2 separate regions of the Triticum aestivum genome follow, and region 2 is linked to region 1. A link is a contact called in public Hi-C data. All regions are on one chromosome and are shown on one strand. Each heading gives the region's core, a stretch centred on a gene start, on an enhancer-like site or on the middle of the called end of the contact. The rest is flanking DNA. Distances are from core to core; before and after follow the strand shown.

Region 1 (6,014 bases), core at 2,230-4,729:
TAATTCGGGCTGTAGAGCCTTCCCTAGAGGAAATTTTTAACAGCAGTTTGCATTACATGTATCTGCCAATGTATGATCACATGTTAAATCTGTATAGATTGTATCTTTTTCGTGTTAGATATTATCATTTGTTGGATCCCAGTCCATATCTTATCCTTCATTAGTTTTTTGTGCTATTAGTTTCCATACTAGTTTCATTTCCTCTTCTCTTGTTGTATCACTGTCTTACTGTAGTTCATCTCTTCCAATTAAATGCAGGATATATCCTGTATTAAGGAATTGACAACATTGTATGAAAGTGCCACAATTGAGGACTTGTATCTTGCATATGAGCACTTGAAAGTTGACGATTCATCTTTATTTGCCTGCATCGGGATTGCTGGTGCTGAATCTGGTGAAGAAGTGAACGGTACGTAATAAAAACATTGATGATAAAGTTGCACAGTTTGTATGAATCTTATTCGGATTTGAGCAAAGTTTAGTACATGAAAATGGCCGTATATTGTTTATTTGTTTGCTGTATGGTAGATGCATTTTTTACATCAGAATTTGTAGTTTCATCCATTTATTTTTCATTTAATTGTCAGCAGATGATGAGCCTGAGTTGGGGCTTCCTGGTATGGTTCCCATGGGAGGTCGGGGTCTATCTACTATGACCAGACCAACCACATGATCTCTACACATTTTCACGCCCCAACTTTCTCAAGGTGTGTAACATTGTTATCAATTGAATCATTCCATATCCAGTGTTATACAATGCTTTTGTGAAACCTGCAGACTTTTTTTTTCTTCTGATTATAACTGGCCCCATACACAGGTATCAAGTATCAACCTAGCTCCTGAAGAGGGGATCTGCATTGCCATGTGGAGACTAGACTGATGGCAGTCGTTTGCTAGCGGGTAATGTCCACCCACTGGTTTGATTGGATCAGGCCGATAGTTATTCAATGCACATTGCAACAGAAAGCGTTGGTTGTTGCATTTTGTCCGAGAAACATTGAGTTGATTGTTGGCAAGGTCTTGAAAGGTTTACTTGGCAGGCCATGCCCACATGTATAGCGGTGAACGATTTGATTCTTGCAGGTTCCTCGGTTGTTGTAACTTGTAACTAGGATTCTTCAGGTCATTGCAGAAGATATAGGATGACAGTAGAGAATCAATCACTCCCAAGACACTGTGCAACGGCTAAGTAGCACAGGTCATTGTAACACAATAACGGTGAAATAATAAATAGCATAGGCTCGTGTAAGTTTTTACTACTGTTATTTCTTCTCACAGTTGTAATACTTGAGGTATTTATAATGAGAAAGATACAGAGTTTTGGTTATAGCTACTCTGGTTCCACTATTTTGGGAGCCTTGGCTGAATTATGTTTTGAGCCTGAGGTGTCAAATTGAATGCTCGCGGCCACGGGAGCCCCTCTGGGGCATCCGATAAAATATCAGGGAAAAGATCAAGTTGATTATTCGCTGATGGAGTTTCGTCCAAAAGCTCGGGTTGACGGGGAGAGACGACACTGCTGGTTTGCTGAAGTGGTAGGTTGTCATTCACGTAGTTGATCCTGTTGGCCACATGAACGCTACCTGATGCCGCCGCAGTCCACGGTCCGCGTGGTCCATGCGGGGACGGAAGCCGTACCCGTACGCCTGCCTCTCGTCCACTCACCGCGGGTCAAATGCGTCAGCCAGGGCTTCCAGAAACAACGCCCGCCGTGCAAGCATCATGTGTGTGTGCCACGACCAAGTCTGAAGTCCCCCTCTCGCCAGCACGAGCAAGGGCAATGGACATGAAAGAGAAACCCAGTCGGGGAACGAGCAATTTGCAACTCGCTCGTTCAAACTTCTCCCGTGTCCAGTTTTTTCAAAAAGAATGCATGCATGTAGCTAGCATGTTGAGAAGACCAGGAGCTGTTGCCACTGGCACTGCGACTTTGTGATCACGGAGGGAGGCCTTTTTTACAGCTCAGACTTCCAGTTGGGGCGTCGGTGAGATGCTCGTGCCCGTTCAGCCTAGCGCCGATTCTCTCAGCGGAAGTCGTACAATCTGGTCGGCACTCGGCAACCGACGGCACAGACCAAAATTAAGTCAAACAAAAGGATATTACATTCAAAAAGAAAAGGTGAAGCAAATATATAAATGAACGAAAAAACTGTGTCAAGAGTGGGATTTGAACCCACGCCCTTTCGGACCAGTACCTGAAACTGGCGCCTTAGACCAACTCGGCCATCTTGACTTGGTGATATAGGTGCGTATAAAGTTTATTTGTTAGTGTAGCAGCCTGTGCGCTCCACCAACGATGCGCATATCCACCTGCCGTTTGGCTGACCAGACCAGTACCTTCTCCGTCAGTTGAAGTCCACAAGATGATTTCGACATAGCTAATCCGTACCCACCACTAATTCTGCCACGAGAGATGCTCGATGCTTCAACTATTTCCATTTTCTAAAGTCTCCTCCCCTAAATACAAAATAATCTTAGGCATCACGACACAACGGGGACAAAAAGAAGACATGCGCGATAGTCAACCGAATATTATCACATGATCTCAAGCCGACGCCTTTGACCACTAGCCCAACACAATCAACAAAAGTAGAAGTATGAACAAATCATATATGGGACCACATTTCAATTCCCTTTGTTACCAAATACTAGTACATGTACAATGGCAAATCAACCAAACGACATCCCTATCTACCTTTTTTGAATTTTCCTCACCAACACCACTGTTCCAAAAAATGGTTAATGCGAAAACAATAGTACAGAAAAAATTAATCCTTATCACAAAATCTTATGATTTCCTTCCATTTTATCACTCGGCGTCGCCTGCCTTTTTTTCTTATGAGCATTGCGTCACTCCGCATCTTCTTGGATGGTGCTGAGCGGCTTGAGGGCCTTCCTCGCCGGCGGAAACGCAGCCACGGCAGCCTTCTTGCCGATCCACGCCGGACCACCCGAGGCCGTCGCAGAGTACTCCCCAAGGGTCCTCTCGTTCAGCTTCGCGTTGACCTGTGCGTCCACGTCGCCACGCCTGCCCTCGGCGTGCACCGGCGTGACGCGCACCTTCCTGATGCCGGCGCCGCGCCCACGCGGCCGCGCTCTAGTCGCCAGCGCCTCGCTAGCCCGCACCGCCATGGCCGCCATGTCGGCGCTCGAGAGGGGCCGCCCGAGCATCGCCTGGGGGAGCACGAAGTATATCTGGCCGGGACGGAGCAGCTCGCCGCCGCCGAGCGCCGGCACGTCCTCGTCGAAGTAGAGCGCGTCGGAGCTGCACAGGAAGAACGAGTCGCCCGCATTGCCTGCGCGGAGGACGTCGGAGACGCTGACAGGCGAGGAGGCGGCGAACTCCGTCAGCGAGCCGTCGGCGGCGATGACGCGGGCCGACGACGGCTGCTGCTGGGGCGCGACGCTGCTCCGGTGGTTGTGAGAGAGACCTGATCCCATCCACGGTTTTCTGAATACAGGTTGAATGGTTTTGGTGTTTGGTGAGGACGGGACGCGGAAAGAAGCTGTATATATAGCCACGACGCGCCCAACGTGGAGGACAGTAGGAGTCCAGGGCACTCCTTTCTTTATTTATTGCCGCTCCCTTGCTTTTGGTGTTATTGTGAGCTTGTCGCCCTTCTCGATTCTCAGTTTCTCATGGTGGGCACTCCTTTCTTTATTTATTGCCAAAGCAATCTTGTTTTCTGCCACTTAAATGTTGCAAATAGTGCCTGAGTATAACTGTATAAGGATACATGTACTCTAATATTTCCCATCTATATACGAGAGTTAGACGCATCCTAGTTTGTTCTTCGAAATCCGGCAAATAAGATTTTCACTTAGAGAGCCAATGGTGTGATCGCGACAAACTTTTCATATAAAAACATTCCCTCTGTTATATTGGTGTAAAAAGGTTAGCCAAGGAAAAATTCCATGGTATTGTTGGTCGAAAAACAAAATAAACACTATAGAAGTTACTACTCGCATTTTTTTGTCCTTGAGATCCCCCCCCCCCCACCCCCCAAAGCCAACAGGAATTCTTTTCCTCGCAAAACATTTTAGGTATAACAAAAGGTCAAGTTTATTTCAGATTGTTTTTAGAAATTTTGACTTTTTTCAAATTACTATTTTTTCTTTCATACCAAGTGTATATGCACCTAGGAACCGGAGAATATTTCATCGCAGAAACCGGCCAATAAACTAGTCGCAAAGATAAAGAAAACACATGCATTCCAATTTCCAATTAACGAAAGATGAAGCCAATCAAAAAATTCTACTGGATCCGCTTCTGGTGTAAATGATAGTCCACTTCTATTCCTCAATTATAAGCATTATGTATTATCATAGGATTTGCTAGATGGCATCGGGATGTGGGATCAACACAATGCCTCTTTCTTTCACGTAGTAATACGTGTCTCATTAATAATATAAAAATTCAGTTACAAGCCACGTAAATATCGATATTACAGGATTGAAAAGATATGATAATCCTATGCAAAAGACCAGCGCCTGACCCTCTCCACTATGAAAAAGGAGATAGATCACCTCTTCACCCGAGCTCGACGCGGCTCCATCGCTGATCAGCAGCTTTACGGATCTCTAAAGTAGTTTGCCTGAAGTAAAACCATTGTCGTTGAAAGAATCAGACCGAGGCAACGTGTTCTCAGACATGCCATCGAACTCCAGAACTGACACCCCCACATGACTAATCGTCGGAGAAGGAAACCAGAACTGTCAGCCTTCAACCACAAACCCAGCACAAGATGCATCATCTTTCAGCTGTCACTTCCGTAGACAAGCGTCTGCGCGTACTCCTGGACGACAAAACCTCCCTGCTCCACCATGACGTCGGAGACAACGCCGCAGCAACGGGGATGGAGCAGAAGGAGAGACACACCTGATGGAGTCGCCGTCGCCGCCTCGCCGACACCATCCATGAACCCTAACATCGCCGATCTGAAGGATCGACAAATACATGATGCCAGCAACTCTGAAACGCCGCCATGAAGGACACCGCCGGTGTGAAAGTGGAGTTGAGGCAAATTTATTCATCCGGATGCCGCTCCCACTACTCCAACGATGCACCACGACCTACAAATCTAAATCCTAACTACGGAGCGAATGAACGGGTCCTCCCTCCCTCCTGCCGCCAGAGCAGCAACCGGAGAGAGGGGAGGCCAGCGCCCTCGCCGTGGGAGATCGGTAGAAAAAGATCGCCTCCCCGTGGCGGCGGCTAGGGTAGATCAACACAATGCCTCGTTGTAGGCTTGTAGCTGTCTCCACCCTGCAGCAAACAAGATACGTAGAAATGTACAAAACACCGACTCATCCCATGAAGCTCTACCATTAGTTTATTTTTTTCGGCAAAATCTCTACCATTAGTTAATGTGTACGAAAGTCAGCCTAGCCAGCACATATATTTTATTTTTCCAAGTCAACCTTGTGAATTTTACTATAGTTTATCTCATTCGTAGCCAAACTACAAATTTGATAGCCTCTCCCCCAAGAAAGAAAGCCACCTGGTTCATCTTGTAAAATAGCACCTCCGAAGGGACCGGGTTGCAAAGTCTCCACGGACGAAGCACGAGCAAAAACGGCCGGCTGGGGTGCTGGGGTTGGGGCGTGGGCGCTGACGCGGCGGCGAACCGAACGCATCGCCGCACCTTGTCTTCTTGCTGATATGTACGCACTGTCATACATACGGCTACTCCTACGTATACTGGGTATAAAATATTTTTTCGGAAACTATTTTTTCCCTCTTAAATTGCCGTGCGTTTCGCTCGGTCCGCGTGTGAGTGACTCACGCACGGAACCGCACGCCGCTGCTGCCGCAGTGCCTGCCGCTTTGCGCTGTTGCGGACGGGGTGCGGCGCGCTGTGCGCCCCGCGCCGCGGCACTGCCGGTCCGGTCGGCCGCCACAGCTGGTACGCGCTCCACTAGCGCGTATCGTATTCGTGTCAGCCTACGGCCTACGCGACGCGACCGGTTTTCCTTTCACTTTCTGGCCGGCTTCTCCTGTTTCGGGACGAAGG
Region 2 (5,789 bases), core at 1,150-3,649, 550 kb after region 1:
CCTGCTAGAGCTGCTCCAAATGAGTTTGAAGATTGGATGTCCTTCCTCTTCTTCTATCACATGTTTGTACTTTTTTTTAAACGGAAGCAAAAGATTCGTCTCATCTATTAAAGAATGGAATAGAGAGTATTACACGTGAACCACCATCTTGACATGACAATTCCGTTTATGTCCCTTTTCTGGTTGTACATTTTCATGGAAGAGTGATTAGCTGCTTGCACATTGCATAACCATTTACGTTCCTTTTTTTGTTTTAACAAATCTGAATATCTTATAACTTGCTAGAATTCCCTACGACTAAATGTTGATAGTTGAAATAATGTGGTTGGGCATATGCTCATTGTTCTTGTGCAATCGGTAATTAAATGAGTCCAATCATGTTACTCTGAACATAACAAAGGGGCCAGCAAGACCAGGTCCGGCTCTAAGCATGCCGGCCCATTCCCATCCAGAGCACTAATACCATTTTGGAACAAAAAATGGAACATAAATGGTTGGGTACATGGGAGGATGGTGCGTACGTTCTACTAGACCATTCACATACTCTTCCTCGGAACCCGCAAAAGATTAAGGATGGAAACTTTCTCGTGTTTGCCATTGGGCAAGTTACCTGAAAATGAAATTCGGGTTAATCGAATTCTGGAGAGTAGCTCCCAGGCGACGATGGAGACACCACGACAAGGCCTCAGATGGGAGACCTAGAATCGGGGACGATGAGACGGCGGTGCCACCGATGGAGGGGAGTCAAAGGCACGTGAGGGAAGGGGACACTAGCAACAGGTGGCGATCGCGTGGGAGGTAGGGAGGGGTTGTAACTGCGCAGTGGCGGTGACGAGGTGTCCACCATTGGATTTGGTTTGTGACATGGTGGCCGCTGCTCGAGCTGGAAGCCGTCGAGGAGCCACAATGCCCGCGATCTCTCACGCCTCTCGCCCCGGGCCTCCTCTCTAGTAAGGCTGATTGCGGTGGGACACTGGTCGACTGGGATTTGCTTGGCGGTGGTTGTTCAGGGTTTGATGTGGTGCGTACCGACCGGCCAAACTCCAACTCATGGTGCACACTCGAGTTCCTCCTAATTTGCAGTGCGAAATTCAACGGGCTTAAAATTGTAGGCCCACATAAGATATGCTCACGTTTTCAGCACTAGCCTTTCTCTTGCAAATGTTTATAAACAAATCCTATTCCATGCATACACGTGGACTCGTGGATACCAAGCAAATGAGCATGCCACATTTCCGGCCGGCCTAGTGCGGGCGAGACGTGGCCTACCAAAGATACTTTATAAATTTTGCATATATTTTCTATCATTTTGTGACATTTCTAAAAGTCTGCACACATTTTTACAATTTTTAAATCATAGAGGTATTTTGGAAAAGAAAATTCATTTTCATTTTTTGAAGTCTTATTCATTTCCCATAGAAGGTGAAATTTTTTCCATTTTTTCATGAACTTATTTTTCACATTTTCCATAAAACTTGTGAATTTGCAGAAAAACCAGAAAAGAATAAAAAACGACACCTTGATGTGGGACGACCCAAAAGTCACGTAAGGGTGCATGTTTTCTCCCTATTCTGCATGTTTTTTTTATTTGTATTTTTTTTGCTTCTCTTTTATGTTTTATTTGGTTTGTCTCCATTTTTGGTTTTTTTATTTCTATTTTTATTCTATTTCCATTGTTTTTCTTCTTATTATTATTTCCATTTTTGTTTTAAATTTAGATGTTAGAATAAAATGTAAACATTTTGTCTATATATTAATTTTTTTAAACGTAGAACATTTTGTCCATTTTTGTTTCCAATGCACGTTGAATATTTCCTAAATACATGAGGAACATTTTGAATATATCTTAAATATACATTGATTTTTCTAAACATATGTTGAACAAATTTTATACATGATGAGCTTGTTCTAAACATGTTTAGTTTTTGAAAAATTACAGGAATATTTTTCAAATGCGTTTACACTTTGTAGAAAATGCATAAAATAAATTTTAGGAGGACATGATTATTTTATATATGTGCACACACACATATTTTTTAGTTGTTTATTATTAAAATTGTTATCTTTATATAAATTAGTAAGACAATTTATTTCTTTTAAATATAATAAAAAAATTTTGTGTCTGTCTGAAAATATATTACTCCCTCCGAGTGAGTAGTGTATTTTAACCTTTTGTTTTTTGAGGGCATTAGTGTATTTTACATTTTTAGCTAAAAAACCTGCGCTACTTGTGCCGGCCCATGAAAGACGTGCGTGAGCGACCAGGTCGTATCGCTCGCAGCGGGCGGTGTATAGTAGCTCCCCTTCGTCGCTCTACTCGCCAGCTCGGATTGAAGAAAGTGTTGCTCGGGGCCCACCACGAGCTCGCGATACGCAAGCCCATAATTCCTCTTCCCCTTGTGTCTAAAAAAATAAATCAAATTCCTCTTCCCCTCTTCTGCTCCGGCGACTCGCCGATGTCCTTACCGCTATCCGGCCACCGTACCATCCTCCTTCTCATCCTCATCGAGCTCCTAGTCCCGCTCCGGTGCGCGGGGGAGTCGGCGACGTGCCTTGCCGTGTACCGCGAGGGCGGCGCGCCCGCGGTGTACCAGTCCGCGCACTGCTCCCGCTGGACCATCCTCTCCGACGGCGAGGGAGATGGGGACAAGGGCTCCTCCCCCCCGCAGCCGAGGAGGTGCCATGTGGCGGCTCACCGTGGCCGCCGCCGCTCCCAGGAGGACCGCGCCGTCTGCGCGCTCGGCATCCGCATCCCCTTCATAGGTACCTGCACAACACGGAGTTAGTAAATCAAATCCGCAATTTACACGCGGTGTTGCATTGCAGCTATGAGGGGGAAGGACGAGGGAGTATTGAGAAATCATGTGCAGTTAACCAGAACTTCCAGGATTGTACTGGCGACCTTGCTTATTAATTAGAATGCACTTATTATTATGCTTCATGAACTCTGAGCTAGAAATGAGGAATGAAAACAGTATTCTGCTTCTGGTTTACTGGTACTATGATTTTTGCTCCTGAATGTTAGTTGGCATCTCATGTCAGAGAGTGTAGTCACTAAGAAATTGTAAAATGGGAGTGGGAAGCTGGATATCATGTTGGAAGGATAATAGTTTGTGAATGTACTGGGCGCTTTCTGCAGAATAGTTTCCGGCAGAGTTTATTAGGCCTAGCACAGCATCTTTTTCCTGCCATTAAGGTTGCATATTGTGAGACTGCGAGTTGCTCAAGTTGACTAGTGCTTCATGACTCATATGTCTAGGGATAACAAGCTGCTATTAGCCTATTACGTAGTCAGCCAAATGATTTGTAGAAATACTTTTCAAAGTGCTTTGGTCATTGTGATTTTATGCTCGATCCTTTAACATGCACCCTGTTCATTTGTAATCTGATCCTGGTTAACTTGCTATATTATACAGAGCAAATGAGGATTAAAGAGGTGGATGTAGGAGTGATGGCAATATTTGATGGTCATAATGGAGATGAGGCCAGTGAGATGGCTTCTAAGCTCTTACTGGAGTACTTGTTGCTTCATGTTTATTTTCTTCTTGATGGTATATACTCCATCATGTTCAGAAACTCAACTGGAAAGCTGACACATAAGGAAGTTACTATTCTTAACAGTGTTCTTAACCTGTACAAAGAGGATCAGTCCAATCACGGCCAGAGGTTTGTCTTTTATCATGCCCTTTAATCCATGTAAATAGTTCTGGTTGTGTTTACACTATGGAGTTACATCCTGTTTACAGCATGATGATTTTGATGTTTCCTTGATCTCCGAATGCTATTAAAGTATTAATGTTTATATGCCACTTTCAAAGAATCTGAACCTTGTTTTCAGGGAAATAAAAGTTGTTCATGGTTCTAAAAAAGTGCAGGTCATGTTGGACATCACCCACTATTCTAGATCGATCTTTTCACATGGAAATTCTGAAGGAATCATTATTGAGGGCAGTTCAGGATATTGACCTAACATTCTCCAAGGAAGGTCTCATTTTCGTAAGCAAATTTAAACTTCATTGTGCACGTTCGTAAGAATTGAAAAGAGTTATTTGGCATCTGTAATGCAGGAAGCTTTACGAAAAAATTTCAAGTCCGGTTCAACAGCTACTGTGGTCTTGATAGCCGATGGCCAAATCATAACAGCTAATGTAGGAGATTCAAAAGCATTTTTGTGCTCACAAAGTCATGCCCCATACCGCCAAAAGAGTTAGTCTTCTTTCTTTTATTATTTAAATAACTTACCCAAATGGATGTTGCTTATTCTGGATGTTTAAGCACTGATACTTCTGTCCTGTCAACTACTCTCCTACTCTTGCTGGCAAGCATTTTCTTGCATTTTATTTTCTCCCTCCCCCTGTTACCTTGTCTCTCCAGATCCCATACTCTTTCAGTCTCATACATATTACAGATTTATAGGCTATATTTATCTGGGCTGAAAATATCAAGGCATACTACTAATGTTATCCTAATTCCTATCCTCCTTGGATCCATGTTTCTTTGAGCAATGTTTATAATAGATTGTATGAGACACGATTAGCACTGTCTGGTGATCCACATTGCCTCGGTATGGGATTTGACATCCTTGTAGATAATGCTGCAGAAACCAAGTGGCAATCTGGGAGAGTATAGGTGCGCCATGACTTTGGCGAAAAAACAAAAATCAAAATCACCATAATATAGCCGAAGTACATATGGTGAGAAATGTTGAAAACGCCACATTTTAGCTTTTAACTGTAACTTTTGAAACTGCCACGTTGCATTGTTCATGTCGTGATGCATCATTATCTCTTGTCTTAGCATGGCCTTAGTTTTAGTACAAGCTTCTCCTCATTAGACATTAGTGCATGCTTTGCTGTTAGGGGGCCTAGCCTTCATCCTTTTATGTGACTACCTGCATGTGCATTAGTCTTAAGACATTGCCTAGCTGGCTGCGTTCAATAATCGTTTTTAATCTTTTCTAGGTAGTTTAGGGTAGTATAGTTTTTCAGTTTTGTTCTTGCTTTTGCTAGTTTCTTTTCCATTTTGGTTGTTAGTTTCGCCCCATCATGGTGCCCCTTCTAATACAAAATGACATGAATTTTGATGCATGTTCAAGGAAAAACAATTCTGTACTTATAATATCATGGTAGAAAATTTTCTGTTAGGCTACTGAGTAATAATTTAGGCAGGTTGCAGTAACCAAGACCAATATTGGTTCATTTATGGATCAAATCATGAAAGAACTGTGGTAACAAAAATTCTTCACTTCTAGACTTCTAGTTGAACAGGAGATGCTCCAAAATTACACATTTTGCTGCTTCATACAGATAATACCTTCTGCTTTAAATGGTCTCTACATCCTGATCTGCTTGTATGATGACTTGCACTGTGGACTTGTGGAGAAACAATAATCAGAAAGCTTCCATTATCAGGGAAACGGAGAAGAAAGAGAAACTCTAGCAATCATGAGGACTTTGCTTTGGCAAACTATGGTGGACCACTTTACAATGTAAAGGAGTTAACCAGGGACCATCATCCGGATAGAGAGGATGAGAGAAGGCGTGTAGAAGCTGCTGGTGGTTATGTTCTTGAGTGGGCTGGTGTATACCGTGTTAATGGTGAGCTCGCACTATCTCGAGCTATTGGCGACGTGCCTTTTAAACGGTTAGTACGCAATCTATTGAGTTCTTTTTCTCCAATTATGTATAACCTACCAGTTTCCCAAGGTTTTTAATGTATTGGAGTTTGCATCTTGAAAAATAGAAAAGTTACATATAGCCCTACTGCATTTTATTCAAGAGTAAATTTCA

What was found. Hi-C and Micro-C count contacts between places; a contact is called where the count stands out from the background.
Region 2: a Hi-C map of leaf shows a contact between it and region 1, with 5 times the contacts expected there. The contact joins the promoter of LOC123148384 here to the promoter of LOC123152269 in region 1. A contact is called at or near these places in 2 of 5 Hi-C or Micro-C datasets (both in leaf).

Annotation. Positions count from the first base shown.
Region 1 is chr7A:576,745,518-576,751,531 of IWGSC CS RefSeq v2.1, forward strand. LOC123152269 reads right to left here and starts at 3,480. Exons shown (of 1, transcript XM_044571858.1): 1 at 2,612-3,480. The coding sequence starts at 3,441. The coding sequence ends at 2,851. It overlaps TRNAL-CAG (transfer RNA leucine (anticodon CAG)), which reads right to left and starts at 2,233; the gene lies at 2,153-2,233. LOC123148380 (stromal processing peptidase, chloroplastic) reads left to right here. Exons shown (of 25, transcript XM_044567772.1): 23 at 259-409; 24 at 591-707; 25 at 818-1,329. The coding sequence ends at 673.
Region 2 is chr7A:577,292,852-577,298,640 of IWGSC CS RefSeq v2.1, forward strand. LOC123148384 reads left to right here and starts at 2,400. Exons shown (of 20, transcript XM_044567778.1): 1 at 2,400-2,763; 2 at 3,417-3,666; 3 at 3,876-3,985; 4 at 4,072-4,206; 5 at 5,412-5,643. The coding sequence starts at 2,457.